2 separate regions of the Zea mays genome follow, and region 1 is linked to region 2. Evidence: chromatin contacts called from public Hi-C data. All regions are on one chromosome and are shown on one strand. The core of a region is the stretch at or near the end of the contact, and the rest is flanking DNA. Distances in the headings are between cores, read along the strand shown.

The links. Hi-C and Micro-C count contacts between places; a contact is called where the count stands out from the background.
Region 1: a contact with region 2 is called in a Hi-C map of leaf, with 5 times the contacts expected there. The contact joins the promoter of LOC100191619 here to the enhancer-like site in region 2. A contact is called at or near these places in 2 of 25 Hi-C or Micro-C datasets (endosperm and leaf).

Annotation. Positions count from the first base shown.
Region 1 is chr6:129,498,677-129,504,577 of Zm-B73-REFERENCE-NAM-5.0, reverse strand. It overlaps LOC100191619, which reads right to left and starts at 1,721. Exons shown (of 6, transcript NM_001137048.2): 1 at 1,079-1,721; 2 at 631-966. The coding sequence starts at 1,447.
Region 2 is chr6:129,334,432-129,340,468 of Zm-B73-REFERENCE-NAM-5.0, reverse strand. No RefSeq gene overlaps it. Among protein-coding and RNA genes, the nearest start is that of LOC100280336, 81 kb to the left of the region's middle. Within about 2 kb of position 3,753, at least 18 of the 20 cell types and tissues checked have an H3K27ac peak or open chromatin away from gene starts, as enhancers often do. A contact at or near this core is called in leaf, where this site is marked.

The sequences.
Region 1 (5,901 bases), core at 472-2,971, 170 kb before region 2:
TAAGATTTCATTACTACCAGAGATAACAATTAAATTGACAATACAGGATTGGCTGAGTTCATAAAGGTTCATTTATTCAGAATAAGCAAGACAGCAACAGAACAACAACCAACATTGGTAGTTGCAGACTTGCAGCACACACAAATAGAATATATATAATATATTCAAGCACGCTATCTATGTTTCTTCAAAAATCTAAACCATGGTCTCTATTCTCTATCAACTCAACTTGCTGCATGAAACAAATTCATCACGTTGTGGGGCAATGAGAAAGCAGGGTCCATTTATCGGTACAGGCTGCTCCTCAAATTGAACATTGCATTCCATGATGGACAGATATGACTTAAACCTCCTCTAGACAACCTTTCTTTAGCGCGTGAAAACTAAACGATTCCTGCCGTTCCGTCTAATCAAACTAATTCAGCTTTGAAAGACATTCTCAATGAGGCAACAAGCAAAGCACATTTGATCCAATTGATCCCCTTTCCCCCTCCCCTCGCCAAAAAACCATCCCAACAGAGCAATTGTTCATCAAGGCAGAAAAATCAACATCCGGAGAACTCCGTGGCAACATCCTAATACCGCACGGAGCGACCACCTTAAGATAGAAGGTCCAACGCGCCTCCGTACCTGGAGCACGACGGAGTTGATGACGTCAGCGTACTTGACGGCGAGGTTGAGCGACATACACCTGGCGGGCGCGAGGGCGTAGCACTTGACTCGGCTCCTGGGTATGTTGTCGAACTCCTTGCGGTTGTTGACCACCAGCACGGTCATGAGCGCGGCGATGCCGGAGCCGAGCGAGTGGCCGGTGAGGATGAGCTTGTACTCGGGCCCGTAACGGCGCAGCAGGTTCCTCAGCGTCTCCGTCTCCCGCTCCAGGATGAACTTGGCGGCCTTGAGCAGGCCGTGGTGCACGTAGCCGCCGTCGAACATCTGCATCCCGAGCTTGTTGTCCATGAGCACCTGCGGAGGAATTCGTGACGCGAGCGACAACCCGTCAAACCTCTCCCGCTCACGACGGGACGGCCGATCGCCGATTGCTCGCGAGCTGGACGACGGAACGGAAGGCAGGCACCTTGTAGTCGGCGTTGCGCACGAGGTTGAGGCCGCGCACGGCGAGGATGATCTCCTTGTGCGCCTCGTCGACGTAGACGAGGTACGGCGGGCACGCGTTGCGGACCTCGTCGTAGTTAGCCCGCTTGAGGATGCCCTTGGGGTCGATATCGAAGTAGCCGTGCTCCGGCGGCGCGAACTTGGGGCTGGAGAGCTCCTCGTCGTAGTTCGCGAGCACGGCGCGGCAGAGGCGCGGGACGGGCTCGAACTCGTCGGCGGACGCCGGCGGCCACGTCTCGCTGTCGTAGGCGCCGATGTAGGTGAGCCGCTTCCACGCCCACCGCGTGCAGCCAAGGCACACCACCCACTCGAGCCCGCAACTCACCGACATGGCCGCAGCCCCCGACCCGCGTGCGCTCGATTGCCTCGAGACCTCGGGTTCTGGTGCGGTGGCGGCTGCCTGCGGTCGGCTCCTGGCCTCTTCTCTGCGGTCGGCTCCAGGCCTCTTCTCTGCGGTCTGCCGGTCGCCGGCTCGGTTCCCTCCGCCTCCGGCGGGCGCTGCGGGTCTGGACTTGGGGTTGGTCGAATTGTTTAAAAAATATATTTTCCAGCCTTGTTTCTTCCGGAACGCCCGAGCCCGGCGAGCTGGAGTGGGTGGCAGGGCAGGTCTGGTGGGGGCGCGGCGCTCCCTGTGTTTCTTCTGCCTCGCTGGCTGTGCAGTGCCTGCCGTGTGCGCCGCGCCGCAGCACACACGGCACACGTGCACTGCCAGTGCCACAGGCCGCTCTTCGCAGCTTCGCTTTCCTTCGTGGTGCTTTCGCACCACCGCGGTCACGACTCACGCCGCCGGAAGTTGTTAGGACGGCGAGGATCCGGACCGCGTAGAAAGCCGCCCATCGTTTTTGGGAGAGCACGGTCAACGAATGCATCCACGCAATTTCTAGCTGAGGAAAAGCGTTAACACCGCCTCTGCCTTATCTGGTGTGTAGAGTATTTCTTTCATCAAATAGGAATTTTTTTGGAATTTCACAAGAATTTCGCAAAATTCACACATGGTTGCTCTGTTTCAACTGCGTGATCAGGTCTACAACTGGACAAAGCAAAGATAAAGTTTTGGCCTTAAACAAGGGACCCAAGCAGTTGAGTGGTTGACAGCTAGCATATGTATAGGCTGATGCAATGATAGCACAGTACTCCAGCTAATTATCCTTGGTTAGTACCTGGCAGTCGAACTGTCGAAGGCGCTGAGGTCTGCGATTTTAGCCTGACCCATGGTTCATCTTATTACTCCTAAAATTATTCTCGTTGTAGTGTTATCATTACTGTTTTAGAGAAATTGCATTTCATCAAGTAAACTTAGCATAAATTATGAAGGTCTCACCTATGCAATTGTGAGAGCTGGCGCCATTCCTCTGCACGGCCAGGCACACAGTGTGGGCATTATTGATTGGCGGGTTCTCGTGCACAAGCATGTCCAGATAAAAAACAGGTCCGGTACGAGACAACAACCTGGATCAACGGTTAGCTCCATTAGGTTGCGTCCAACCCATTATCGATAGGTGACATGACGGCACACACTCTAGCCCTATTAGGTAGGTTGGATCCAACCAGCGATATAACGGCACACGCGGTCTATTAAATAATCTCAAAGTCATTGTTCTTTAATATACTAGAGTTTTAGTGAAGATTATTATGGAATGTGTGTTTCCCTTCTAGATGATATAAGTTGGAATATAATGGAAGAGTAAGAGCAGAGACGGATCCAAAGGGGGCAAAGTGGGTCATGCTCCCTCAATTTTGTACACCCTTTTATGTCTAACGATTATTTAGTATTAAGTGTAGAAAAAAATCAAAATTTTAGATAGTATAAAGTATTGTTCTAAATCTCTAACGAGGCGTTTAGATCCCTTCATTTTAGAGGAAATAGAATTCACTCAATAAAGTAACTTATTTATTTTGGAATTTGACATTCCACCACTTTCCAAAGTTCAGATATAAGCATATCTCAAATTCATAGGGTGGAGGATGAGAAATGATTTTATGCATTAGTAGAATTTGTTTCTACTCTGTAACTTACATGACACTCTTCGTCTCACTCCTATATAGTAAAATGTAGCACATAAATATCTCTGACATCTTACTAATAATAGTATACAAATATATTTTGTATAAAATCGAATTAGCTTAATTGATATATATATATATATATCTAAATTACTATTATTGGAATGGAATTCAATTCCAATGATTCAAATGGGACGTAAAACTAATATAATAGATAGTTGCTAAAATTAGTCGGGAGGTTTAGAACGGAACAACTAATTGTTAGCTATACCCCTCAAATAAGTATTAGTTGTTAGATGCACCAACTCAGCTAAAACCAGTTAACAGTTAACTCTAGAAATTTAGAACATGGCCTAAAACAACTGTGTTATGAGCCTGCTCGTCGGATCCTCTCGGTTCAGTCCTTGCATCTACCGGTCTAACTCTAATCTTCCCGACACCACCTAAACCAGTCTGCTCGCTGCCTCGTTTTCGCCGCCGACCCATTCCCGATACGACGCCACCCGACTTCGCCCCTTCCTGGCGCCTCCGTCCCTTGTCATGTTTTTATCATGACGTCGATCCGCTCGACAAGCTAGATCTCGCTCGTCGCAACAATACTGCGGTCGGCGGACTTGGCAAACTAGAAAATCATGACTCTCATGTAGTCTTTTTTGCCCCCCTGAATTTTCGTTCTGCGTCCGCCACTAGGTAAGAGGATAAAATATTAATTTGTGACCAAGCTGAAATAAGATTGTATTATGTATCTTATTTAAGCTTATTTATGATCTCAAAGTGATATTTTATCCTTATACCCTTCTACCATAATCTAACTTATATAATCTAGGAGGGAAACAAACAGAGCCTAAGTTGGACATCCATCTAGAACAAGGATTACAACTTATTCACAACTGAACAATGGATTATACCTTGGATTGACAATTTTGTGAAAGGTGAGTTTCAATAAAGTTCTTTTCTAGCACTAGGTTGGCACAAGTATCCCCTCGGTTTGAAATATATAAGTTACACTTCAATGTCTTTCACGAGTATCTAGAGATTGCCCACATCTCATAGATTATACTAGTAGTTGAACTCATGTAGTGTGTTTCTTCTACAATATTCCATAGGATAACATCCCTAATTAAATATTAAGCCACTCCGATCACATTAAGAATTTAATAAAAATGCCATACAGACTAAAAGAAACGTGCATATCTAACAATTTGGATCTTATTATAAGGAGTCTCTCCATCAATCAACGACTAGCTTGTTTCAACATTCTACACCACATGGGCGCTAGAACTCCCCCTCAACAACTTTCTTGTCACGGACATCTTTAGTACTCACCATTTCTTCATCATATAAAGAGTCAATGAGATCAACAATGTTAAACTCTTGTTTTTTATGTTTCAGAGAAGTAGCAAAAATTATCTAAGTATGTGGTAGCTTAGCTATAATGCAACCTACCACAGACTTCTCCACTATAACATAACCAAAATTCTCAAGTTCTTTAACTTGCATATGTATTTTATAACCTTGTTTTACTATATAATGACCATCTATTATTTTGTAGTCCTAAAATTGCTCCATGACATACAACTCGTTACCAGCATCAAAAACTATATATTTGGCTTCTAATGTATCCCATATTTTTTACCAATGGACATCGTAATATATGCATCAACTATGGAATCCATGCTAATTATTGCACCCTTGTACATAGTATCAGCATCCTAAAACACATGTTCTTTTTTAGCAATATGCAATCCAAGTGTTCTAGATTCGGTAACAAAATAGTAGTGCGTAACAATCAACCATAATATATATATCTGACGTCGCCTTTTACAATGTGTTCTCTAAAACATTTGATTTTATCATGCTTGCAAAATAGAAAAGCCTATCACGTTTTTAGTTTATGTCGGAGAGGAAAATCTCCGGCCGGGTGGCGGAACGCACCCGCCCTAAATCCTAAGATGAGGAGGGGCCTAAGCGTTTTGCCTGTCTGCTAGATGGTTGATGAACATGAGTGGGCACGAGGATTTAGAGTGGTTCAGGCCGCCGGAGCGTAATACCCTACTCCACTGTCTGTGTGTTGTATTGAGTCTGTGAGCTTGAGAGAGCTTGTGAGCCTGTCTGAGGGTGTGTGTGCACTTGTCTTGTAACGTTGTGTGCCTTCCCTTTTATAGCTCAGGAGGCACATACAAGGATGTTGAGCCCCGACATGTGGGCCCAGGAGCATAATAGAAGGAATACATTATAGGAGTAACTAATGCAAGTAACGCCTGAGCAATCTCCCGGCAACATGATGTCTGCAGTCCACGCAGTATTGATATGCGGCGACTGCTTCCTTGGTAACGTGCGAGTAATGATGAGCGTAGTGCACGCGGCAGTATGGGCGTCCCGCCTGCCAGTGGAATGGACAGGCACGCCGCCTGCGGAATGGACAGATCGCCGCGTACCAGAGGAATGGACAGGTCGTCGCCTGCCAGAGGAATGGACAGGTCTCAATAAATGCAGAGGCGACACACCGCCTACCAGTGGAATGGACAGGCGGCGCACCTTATCCTCAATAAATGTAGAGGCTGCGTAGCCTAGAGGCCTTACGTCAAGCTCCGCCCGTTGGCTTACGTCACGTGCAGTAGGCCATGCGGCAGCATCGGGTCTCCGCCTGGGCGGGGAGCAGAAGCGTATACAATAAGGTTCGGACACGTGTCGGTCTAGACCCCCGCCTGGCCTTGATTAAGGCCTGGGTATTTTCTGTCCCAGAATCCCGGGACCCTTCTGTGAGCAGCTTGGACCCCA
Region 2 (6,037 bases), core at 2,504-5,003:
TTAGTGGCTTGAGAGAGAAAGTGATCCGTGTGTTATTTGTCGCTCTTGTCGCTTGGCTTTTTCAAATCGTGCTTTCTTGATTCTTTCATTGCGATCAAATTCACTTGTAATTGAGGCAAGAGACACCAAACTTGTGGTGGTCCTTGTGGGAACTTTGTGTTCCAAGTGATTAAGAAGAGAAAGCTCACTCGGTCCGAGGGACCGTTTGAGAGAGGGAAGGGTTGAAAGAGACCCGGCCTTTGTGGCCTCCTCAACGGGGAGTAGGTTTGCGAGAACCGAACCTCGGTAAAACAAATCCGCGTGTCTCACTTACTTATTCGCTTGTGATTTGTTTTGTGCCCTCTCTCGCGGACTCGTTTATATTTCTAACGTTAACCCGGCTTGTAGTTGTGTTTATATTTGTAAATTTCAGTTTCGCCCTATTCACCCCCCCCCCTCTAGGCGACTTTCAGCAAGCGGGGTGTGGGGAGCTGTCGGTATAGGGAGGATCTCGGGTCGATCTATCTATGATAGTTTTTTGGCGAGGGATTCCTATATCACCCCCTCTTGTCTAAATCCGTAGTGGGTTCTCTCTTGCTAGTGGAACTTTGGAAAGGCCTCGTAGTGCTACCCTGCCTCACCTCCTTAGTAGAGGTGTATAGGATTCATGACCCCATGGCAGATGGGTATAATGGCTTGTGGGTAAAGATGTGCAACCCATGCAGAGTGTAAAGTTGGTATATCAGTCGTGCTCACGGTCATGAGCGGCTTGGACCCTCACATGAGTAACTTATGGAATTAAACTTAATCTTTCATTTGCATTGCACTATTGGATTTATTATTAGTTGTGCTATTATTTAATTGGGCTGGTATACACTTATACTTAGTAACTACTAATAAAATTTTGACCAACTTATTAAAAGCAATGCTCATTCTTAACCATTATTTGTTGATAAGCCTTACACTAAACATGAGCTCCCACCATAAGTGAGCTCATGCAGATCATTCCCCACACTTGATGAGCAATGAACGTCTGTGATCTCACTATTGCTATAACCCCCAGAGGTGAAGAGCAGGTACCGCCGGAGGAGGACTACTATGATGAGTTTGTTGAGATCTAGGTGTCGTCTCCTAGTCAATTGTTGGCACCGAGGAAATAATTGTCTTAGTTCAATTTATTCATTATTAGTTATTTTGTAAGACATTTTCATTGTTTATGACATTCATCTCTATACTCTTAGTCATTGTATGGGTGGATTACTTGGCGCACATATGAGACGCACCCGGGTTTGCCCTTAAATCTAGGTGTGACACCTATTGGGTTGGGCTATGATGATTAGCTTTATGCTAGTGCTTGAACTTAATTAATGAACATGATGAGACTAATTTTGAAACGATGCTTATATTTTGGATGTGATTATGAACTTGTGACACTAAAGGAGACTCGGGCTATGCCTTGAGTGCTTCTCCATAAGGACCGATTCATTAGATGACCACCCAAAAAAATAGTGCAGCCATGCGGGTGGTATGGGACACCCTTAGCCAATTAATTAGAGGAACCTGAGGTGTAGTTTTCCTAACCTACGTGTCATCAATGGGGCCCGAGGTGCAGTAATCTGTCACACCCGGATTTTAGGTGTCCAAAACCCGGGCGTGAACTTCACCAATTGTGCTGGGATCAAGTCTCACACATATGATGGCTCATGGTATAGAAACGAATGTCACAACTTTAATATATAATGAAGTTCTGTATAAAATAGTTAAATAGTTACATCATATGAAGACAACGATCCAGCAACCCAAAGTTGACTGTGAGACGATGCCCTAGACCACTCACAAACTCATCACGACATCCTTCATGCGTCTCATCTTGTGGTACCTGTTCTTGACCTGACGGGATATGAGTACATCAAGGGTGAGCTCACATACGTTCATCGCTCAACAAGTTGTGGAGAAATAATGTGCATGAACTCACCAAAGGTGGGAGCTCATATGAAGTGTAAGGCTTACCAAAGGAGATGGTTAAAGATGAGCATTGCTTTTAAAGTTGGTCAAAATTTTATTAGCAGTTACTAAGTATAAGTAGATACCAATCCAAATAAGTTAGAGATCAAATTAATAACAACACCCACAATGCAATGCAAATGACAAAAGTTTAATTCCATAAATTAATCATGTGAATGTCCGAGCTGCTCATGACCGTGAGCACGACTGACATACCAGTTTTACACTCAACAGAGGTTGCGCATCTTTACCCACAAGTCATGTTACCCATTTGCCAATGGATCGCGACTTCCCATTCATCTCTGCCGAGGAGACGAGGCAGGGTACCACTACGAGGCCTTTACAAAGTTCCACTAGCTTCAGAAAACTCGCTACGGTTTCTGAGAAGGGCAATATAGGAATCCCTCGTCCGAAAAGCCATCGCAGCATGATTGACCCGAGAACCTCCCTATATGTAGCTCCTCTACCGCCCTTGCCCCTTTCGGGTAAGGTAGTCTTCCACTAGCTTTCCTAATTAGTCAGCCAAGGGCGTCCCATACCACCCTTGTGGTAGCACTATTTTTTCGGGTGGTTCTCCATGTTCCAATTAACATGATGATCTTATCATGAACAGTAATTAAAACAACAACATAATTTGAACATGACCATAATAAAACATTAACTTCCCAAAACTAGGTAGAGCAATAGCAAATCTACCCAATAGTTCATATGTTTGCAAGGTGGAGAATAACAATGCTAGGGAAACCTATTAGGTCCCATCAAATTAACCTGAGCATATCACATTGATTTATAGGAACATTATTAGGTAGAGAAAAGTGATTAAGGGCACAACTTGCCTTAGATTCGAGATCCTCAGGTACCAAGTTGGTCTTCAGATTCTCGTGACCTCACCGCTATTCGTAGCAATACATACAAATAGACAAGGAGTACATAAAAATAACAGTACATCAAACAAGAGAACAAATAGCATAAGAATATTCTACGCGCTGTTGCGAGGTCGTGTGTTTGAGAATCACTAAAATCGGAGTCACGATCATAAAGATATGACTTTCGAAAGATTTATGTGATTAAATAGGAAAACTATGTTCTATGTTGATTATTATAAATCATACAAAAATGATATTCTAATGAAAATATCTAACTTAATCCTAATCCAAGTTATAACTTAATTAGAAATCATATGTTAGCCAACTTATTATTATAAACAATTTAACTTTGACCAGAAAAGTTAATCTACTAACATAGGTTAAACAAAATACCTATTTATAAAAGTTATGGGACATGATCGAATAATATTGTCACTCTGTGGGTAACTTTATTATAAAACTAACGCAACTTGCACGGGTCAAATTGTAGAATAAATCATTTATAGATTTTCTATGATTTTTGGAATTAGTTTTACGCATAGAAACCAATTTCTAGATTTTATTATTGTTGTTAACTGAAAAATGGGTGGCGACATTAATTTCCCAAAGGTCAAGGACTGATCTATAAATGTTTGGGTCAATCTGTAATGATCTTATAATGGCACGGGATGACGGGTTTATTTGGTAAAACGACATCGGTTCTTTTGCATTTGTTTGCGACCGAAGGGGTACGAGCCATCCAGAGCCGTCGGGTCTGCTTTCAATGGCCTAGATTAGATCAAGCTCATAACCGAACCGGTACCAAATAGTAGTCGTTTGATCAAATGTCGACGGTCAGCACCACCCCTCGTGTCTTGATCTCACTCATGATCGCTTATCACGCCATCGACGGCTCAAAACGAATGTGGTCGAAGCGGCACACTTCCTATAATCTCACCCGCTCTCTCCCGATCAGACGGTGCAGATTCCATACCCCAACCAGTAACAGAAGAATCTAATCCTAGTCGTTCCCCCATCGATCAACGGTAAGCACTATTCCCCCCTCCGGCTGTCCGCGCACGGCGGCGCCACCGTGCCGATGCGGTGATCACGCCGGAGATCAACGATCCAGTGACCCAGGGCATTACTTCCTAATCCGAAAGCTTCTACGTGATGCGGAGTTGATGACGAGCACGTGGGAAGAGGTCTTACCGACGGTGGCGCAGCAGAAATCTTCGGCCACGGTGCATGGTGGATCCACGTCGTCTGTTGTCGTTCGACGAGGAATTTGGGCGCCACTGAGGGGCCTCCCCCCTACTTCGCTGTCACATCTTCCTTCATCATGCCTCAGCGAATCTCCCTAGCCATCCACTGCGAGTAGAGGCACGACGTGGATGAAACCTAGGCGCGACGGCGACTGCGGCTTCTCCATCTTTCTGCTCTTTCGTTCTCCGCACCACCGGTGGGTCTCTCTCTGTGTTTGGGATACACGAAGGCGAGCACTCGGGTATTTATAGGACCTCGGCTAGATAGTTTTCTGGCTGCGGTCGGGGATCTCGGTGGTCTGTTGAGGTGCAACGTCCATCAGTTTGGTGGAGACGAACCTGGCAAACGGGACCCACTCCGCAACGACCAACAGAGGAGTCCAGGTGGCGTATTAGGCTGGCGGACCGGGCCCACGTTGTCAGGGACGAACGCAGAATGTAGATACGGGCTTTGCGGTCGTTGGAAGCGGGGCTGGCTGGGCCGTGCAGTGGGGGATAGGAATGGGCCGCGTGGGCGAGTTTCGGCCCAACAGCGAGTTTCTCTTTTCCTTTATCTCTTCTATTCCTTTTCCTTTCTATTTTAACTTCTTTAATTTAAGTTTGAATCCCAATTCAAATCAGGTCTTTGAATTTCAAAATTTATTTAAAATGAACAAACATAGAAATTTACCAGCATTCAATGCTAGGTTCATTTTATTCCTTTAATTAATTGTTTAATTTCGAATGCATAGTTCATGCTTCCTAAAATTCAAATAACTTTTCTATTTTTGAAACCACCTAATCTCCCATACAATTCCTAAAAAGAATAATTCATGTAAACTACTTCATCATATAACTTATGTTTAAAATGATTTAAACACATAACTAATATTTTATTTTTCCCATCTATTTGGCTTTAGAAAAATAGTTTCAAGGAAAAACCATTTTTAATCCAAATATTTCATAGAAATTTTCTAATCACCACAATAAGATTTTGAGGTGTTACATAATCTCTCTACCGAGAGTGGTTCGCCCCCTCGGGGAGGTGTATTGTGCTTACAACACCAAGAAAACCTAACGGGAAGCTATACATTTTGGGGAATCTTTGTAAAGCCTATGTAGTGAATCCCTAGCCATTCACCTCGGAAGTGAATTTGGGCCTTGCAAACCCAAGCTAGAAAGGGAATCACAGATCATGGGTAAAGTGTGCAACCTCTTTAGAGGGTATTGAAACTGATATATCAGTCGTGCTCACGGTCAAGAGCGGCCCTGGGAGCTACTTTGATTAGAGATACCCTGGTTACAATTCTGATGATGACTTTAATTACGATGATCTTGATTACAGATTCTGATATTTCCTCTATGAGTAGGTATCCCATGGGCTAATAACTTGGGATTTATGATAAAACCTAGCTTATGTTAATGATAAAACTTGATGAAGTAAAAGCAATCGCTAATAGCCAAACTCCACATAATGTTATTCCACCTTGGCCAAATGGGGCATTTGCTGAGTATGTTAATGTGTACTCACCCTTTCTTTCACAAAACACCAGGTTGCCTCTATTGTAAACTTTACTCAGCAGATGAAGATGGCAACAAGGCGGAGTTCGAGGAGTTTCAAGACTACAATGAGTTCTAGATCTAGATTAGCGTTATCCCCCAGTCAGTTGCTTGTGGGAGGTCTTCTAATTAGCTATGTTTCCCTTTAAGCACTTTGATATTTGTAAGTCTAAGACTATGTGGATGTCTCCGACTTCGTTTTCTAATAAAGTTAAATACTCTTTATGTTATGTTATTCGAGCATTGTGCGATGATGAATCGTTTATTTAATCGTTGTGTACGTGAGTTCTGATCCTGGCACATACATGGTTCGTATTCGGTTTACCTTCTGAAACTGGGTGTGACACACAACTTGCTCCACCACCCTCAAACCATTCTTAGAGAGTTACCATAATGGCTTGGTGT